2 separate regions of the Oryctolagus cuniculus genome follow, and region 2 is linked to region 1. The links are chromatin contacts, called in public Micro-C maps. All regions are on one chromosome and are shown on one strand. Each heading gives the region's core, a stretch centred on a gene start, on an enhancer-like site or on the middle of the called end of the contact. The rest is flanking DNA. Distances are from core to core; before and after follow the strand shown.

Region 1 (2,745 bases), core at 126-2,625:
CCCAGACTAAACAGAACTTCCCTCACGTTAGTGGTCTGTCTTTAAAACGAACACAAACGCGGCAGTCACCTCCATAAATACGTCTGTGTGCTATTCTAGAAAGGTCACCCGGCATGTGTAGCGATGAGTAAAACCCGCGCTCCCGAAGGGGGCACCGGGCTCGCCCCAGCCAGAGGGTGAGAAAGGCCAGAGCAGGAGTTTACTCCTAAACAGGCTGCTCCAGGCGCCGGAACCGCGCGCGCACACAGACTCTGCAAACGCCAGAACTCCGCGGCCGGCCGGCCCTTCGCGGTCGGAATCCCGCAGCGCCGGGACTCCCCAGACGCCTCCGGGTTCCACCGCCTGCCACGCACCTTGCAGATCCCCTTCCAGCCTCACGTTCGGGATCTCTCCCGAATGCCGCCCCACCGCCCGCTTGCCTAACGGCCCGGGCGCATCTGGCGTCCGACCCACGCCGTCGCCGGGCGCCTTTTATTATCTGTTTTTTCCTATTTTTCCCACCCGACCTCAAAGGAACTTCTCTCTTCCGCCGCGGCGGGCACGTCCTTCGGGAGCGTTACAACAAAGGCGGCGAGCGGCGGAACCCTGGGCCCGAGCGCTCCCCACCCGGGCCGAGCCGGGGCCCCCGCCTCGGGGGTCCCCGCGCCGAGCGAGCAGCGCCAGCGCCCGCGCAGCGGCAGACAACGACGGTGCCAGTGACGGCGCGCCCGCACCCCGTCATTAGCCTCCCCGGACGACACCCCACACCCCGGGCCCGGCAAGTTTCTCCCGGACGCCGCTCGCACCCGCATCCCCGGCCCTGACCGCCTCAGGCCCCGGATGTGACGGCACCGGCGCCCGCGGCGCTCGCCCCCCGGGACGGGCGGGGGGGGTCCCGGAAAAGCGGCCCCGGAGCGGGAGCCGGAGAGTCTCCCAGCGCCGCGGCGGCACCACGTACCCAAGTCAGAAGGCTCTCGCACAGCTCCACCCGCTCCACCGACTCCACGCTGAACATCTTCCCCCGCTGGGGCTCGGCAACGCCTTCTCCACCAGGCCAGAAACCGCCGCGACGCGGTGCGGGTGCCGTCCGCAGGGTCCCGGCAGCCGCCCTGGCCTCTGGCCCACCTCCTGCTGGGGCCCGACCGCCTGCTCTCGCCCGGGCGCTGGCAGCGGCTCCGCACCGTCACCCCCGCGCCCCTCCTGCTCCTCTCATCTGGGCGCGCGCGCTCGCCGCGCGCCACCCCCGAGCCACGCCCGCCGCCCCGCGTCCCCGCCCCCCCGCTGCCCACAGCCCTCCTCCAGCGAACGACGGGCGAGCCGCAGCGCGCAGGCGCGCTCCTGCGGGCCCGCCCCCGGCCCTGCCTCCGCGTGCGCGCGCGCGGCCGGTCACAGACCGCTGCGTGTCATGGCGCGCGCGCGGCGGCGGCGGCGGCGGCGCGCCGTCACGGAAGCTCGCAGTGCGCGTGCGCCGGTGCCCACACTCCACAGTAAAAAGGGGACAAGCTAGTGGTAGCCCGGGAGGGCTGGCGGGGCAGTCCCCAGAAATAATCTGTGTCCTCTGTCACCGGGAATTGGCGAGGTAGCTCCTCCGCGGTGGAGAGGTACGCGCCCCCTCCCCCCGGCCTCGGCCTCGGGCGTCCGGCGCGTGGCCGGCCACGCCCCCGGATCTGGACCGCGAGAGGGCGGGCGGCGCAGTCCGGGGTCGCCTCCCGGCCGCCCAGGCGTCTCGGGCCGGGGGAGTCTCTGATCGGACCCAAGCCTCCGCTTTCCTTGAGGATCCCCGGGGCCCGGCCCCAGCAGCGCCCCGTTCCCGTCCGGAGTCGCCGGGAGACTGTGGAGGCGGGCACGGTGGGCGTCTCGGAGGTCCTAGGTGGGCTGGGCCGGCGGTGAGGAGAGTTCCCCCCGTTTCCTTCTGGGGTCGCTCGGAGCCCCGACTCCCTCAAAGCTTGGCCTCAAGTGCGGGAGGCCGGGCGCCAGCTCTCCGAGCCGCGCGGACCCCGCCGGTTCCCGGGGCCTGTGCATCGTTCCCGACCTTTTAAGCGATGTAGCCTTTGCAGAAAAGTGCATTCGACATACGCGTTTAGAGAGTAGATGAAACACCCCGATAAAAGCCAAAAGCACTGCTGGAACCCTAGGAGTTCCCTGCCCCTCCCCCCCCCCCGTAGCTGTGTATGCGTTTCCGAGCCTGATTCCCTCCCTAGTCTGACTTGCGTGATAATCACAGTAGGTTTGCCACGTATGTGTGCATGCAATATAGTTGTCCTCTGCCTATACTGGGACGTTTATGAGTGGAAGCCTCTTGTGGGTTTTTGGTGGCATTCAACGAGTATTAAATACAGGTAATTTTCATTGCTGCCTGGTATTCCGTTGTGGTGTATCCTACTGTTGGTTGATCCGTTTTGTTCCAGTTTGGGGCTACTCAGTGCTATAAACCTTGCTCCTAGTGCTAACGTGCTGGAGTTTCTAAGACTAGGACATTCCTTGGAGTCTAAGGAGAGTTGTCAATTCATAGAGCCTGCAGACAATGCCAGAATTTATTTGGAGTGTGGCAGTTTCCCAGACACATCTTCCTTTGGTTTGGTTTCTGGAGCCCCGCCATCCTTTTCCCATGAGTATTTGGACTACTAGGGCAGCATTGAGTTACTGAGATTTCTGATCATCAGCCCATGCAAGGTGATTTGTCATTTTGTTAAAAAGTCTTTTCAGTGATCTTTCAAACATTCCTTACACAGGGGCCAAGGAACCTGTAGAAATTGTATTGGGAGA
Region 2 (2,745 bases), core at 112-2,611, 130 kb before region 1:
CCTAAACCGGAGTACTCACTCTACCACTCGACAGCTGAGTGTCCTAGGGCAAGTTACTTGATTTTTCTGGGCCCAGTTACTTTGTTTATAAACAGGGATGATAACCTTACCAACCACGGTTGGAAGACTGTTTTTAGATGTTCGCTGAGGTAACAGATGTTAAGTGTTTAAAGCGTGCACAGCCCCTCAGGAGCCATGACTACTACTCATTCTCAATGGTAAAAATGACACTACAGTGACAATACATGCTGACACAAATTTCCACGTGAACTGTTCACAACGGGACCAAAGCAGGTTCAGCCACGCTTCCCCTGGTCTTCTTGTCACCCACTCAGTGTTTCCCTACGTCGATCAGCCGTTGGCGGCAGAGACTCCAGGCGGTCCAGACACCGTGTCCACGAAGGAGGAGATGCAAAGGACACAGCTACCTGCGCGTGACACCTAGAGCCTAGGGCAGAGGCCCTGGGACGGCGAGGCTGTGACTGGCAGAGCAGGCTCAGTCGTGCTGAGAACCTGGGCACTTCCACAACCCAGCGAGAAGGTCCGGAGGGGAGGAGCCTCTGTGAAACACCAGCTTTCACTCAGGCAGCAAATCCAGGCAGGTGAGCCATCTACCGGGTTTACGGAGGACTACGGAGGGAAGTGAGATGCAGGACGCCTTCGCGTCGGCAGGTCCGCCTGGGAACAGGCAACCGGCGTCGCTACTCCAAGCAAGGAACACGTGGGCACGGGGCTGCGTGCAGGTGTGCCAGCAAAGACCGGCAGCAGCGCTTACACATCGCTTCGCCGCGCTGGGTTCACAGCAAGGCGTCCCTTTCAGCCCCTGCAGCCTAGCCGGCGCTGCCAGGCTCTGAAACCCCGGTTACAGGGACACGGCTCAGCCCGTAAAGACCTTACGCTGGCGCTCCCCGCTTCAGTCCCGCCTGCACCGCCATGGCGAGCGGGGCCCACGGGAGAGCGCGGGAAACACCTCCACTCCCCGAACCCTGACTGACGCCGCGGCAGCTGAAGGAGCCACCTGCGGACCAGCCCGCGCCAAGCCGGCTCCCCGCGGACTCGACTCCTCCGCCCCACGCCCTCCCGGGGCGTTACCTGTACAGGACGTAGGTGGGCGAGTCCAGGCTCAGAAACCCGTCGTCCATAGGGGACGGCACCGCTTCTCCGGCCTCGGCCGCCATCTCTTCACCCTGCTGCTGCAGCTGGGCTGGCGGTGGGTGCGGCTGGGGCGGCGGCTGCTCCGGCTGACCCGCCTCGCCGCCTGCCGCTGCCTCCCCGACCCCTTCGGTGGCCGCCATCTCGCCTCGTCCGCTGCGGAGGTGGAGGCGAGGCCCCGCCCCTTGCCCCCGCGGCCCGCTTCCGGTTTCTCGCTTCCTGCCATAGAGACGCGGGCCAGAGCGCCTGGGCGGGCGCCTGGGTGGCGCCGGGATCCTGGGAGGAGCCGTGGGCGGCTGGGGTTGGGGGTCAGGGACACGATGTCCAGCCTTGCTCTCTCGAGGGTCTCCAGCTTCGCCACGAGGAAGCGCGCACGTGTCTCTCCAGAATGTGCTGGTGCTGTCAGCCGCCCCCTGTCGGGGACGTGGCGACCGGGCCTCTGACCGAGCGTTGGAAGCCGTCGCGAGGCCGAGGGCGGCTGGCCACGGCTCGCCCGCCAGCCCTTACTCTCAGGAAAGAGCTGGCCTCCAGCGCGCCATTTTCTTCACTGCACACATTCTTTTGAAAGCTGAGTTTATCAAGAGGGATTTCGATAATCCAGGGATTTGGTCTTTCGGAGCTGACAAGGAATAGGCGAAGGCGTTAGGAAGCGCTTTTCTGTGCGTTGCAGGACACAGGCATTCGCTGCACACATCTCCGGGGGTTCCCCGTTCTGTGAAGCAGGTTATGGGCGAGAATAGCCGGCAGGAAAGGCCAGAAAGATGAAGCCGGTGGAGGGCAAAAAAAGGCTGGTGCTCCTGGACTGCGGAGATGAAGGTAGGGTGGGCAGCACACGTGCTTCAGTGGGGAGGATGTGATCCAAGCCCCGTAATGAAGCAAAGGGATTGGCCAGGAACCGCAGTCTGAATTTGGGCTTTGGAGCCGGCCATCCCATATGGTCACTGGTTCGAGCCCGGGTCCCGGCTGCTCCGTTTAGGATGCAGCTCCCTGCTAATGACCTGGGAGAAACAGCAGAAGATGCCCCAAGTGCTTGGGCTCCTGCCACCCATGTGGGGGACCCTGATGGAGCTCCTGGCTTTGGTCTGGACCAGCCCTAGCTTTTGTAGCCATGTGGAAAGTGGACCAGCAAATGGAAGGAAGATCTCTCTGTCGTCCTACCTTTCAAATAAAGAATTTCTTTTAAGCCTAAGAATGTTGTGTTAGGCACATTTGCATAACCATAATGATATATCTAACCTAAGTTTCTTTTGCAGGAGGGCCTTGAAGGGTCACGGTTGGCCCTTTGGCTTTCTGGTTAAAGTCAGAGGGTGGCAATGGCAAAACATGTGCTTCTGCAGAGAAGGCATGGATCCAACTTGCTTTTGTAATCAACTCTCTCACAGGAACTACTGTCAGATCTTACCGTCCTACCGGCATCACCAACCCTTGACTTTGGGATTTGAATACTGGGATGTATTCAGAAGGCAAATCCTGTTGAAACCATAACAGATGGGTTACTATAGATGATTGGCATTTGAAGAAAGATTTGAGGGAAGCGAAGGAGTGAGCCAATGTGGGGAGATCATTCCTGGCAGAAGTCCAGAGAACTAAGGC

The links. Hi-C and Micro-C count contacts between places; a contact is called where the count stands out from the background.
Region 2: a contact with region 1 is called in a Micro-C map of ear pinna, with 6 times the contacts expected there. The contact joins the promoter of FNTA here to the promoter of RNF170 in region 1. A contact is called at or near these places in 2 of 6 Hi-C or Micro-C datasets (ear pinna and an unstated tissue).

What each region holds. Positions count from the first base shown.
Region 1 is chr2:92,971,071-92,973,815 of mOryCun1.1, reverse strand. RNF170 (ring finger protein 170) reads left to right here and starts at 1,375. Exons shown (of 7, transcript XM_008273910.4): 1 at 1,375-1,580. HOOK3 (hook microtubule tethering protein 3) reads right to left here and starts at 1,250. Exons shown (of 20, transcript XM_051832317.2): 1 at 938-1,250. The coding sequence starts at 994.
Region 2 is chr2:93,102,237-93,104,981 of mOryCun1.1, reverse strand. FNTA (farnesyltransferase, CAAX box, subunit alpha) reads right to left here and starts at 1,361. Exons shown (of 9, transcript XM_008273904.4): 1 at 1,093-1,361. The coding sequence starts at 1,295. It overlaps LOC138848527 (a long non-coding RNA gene), which reads left to right and starts at 1,508. Exons shown (of 2, transcript XR_011386394.1): 1 at 1,508-1,968.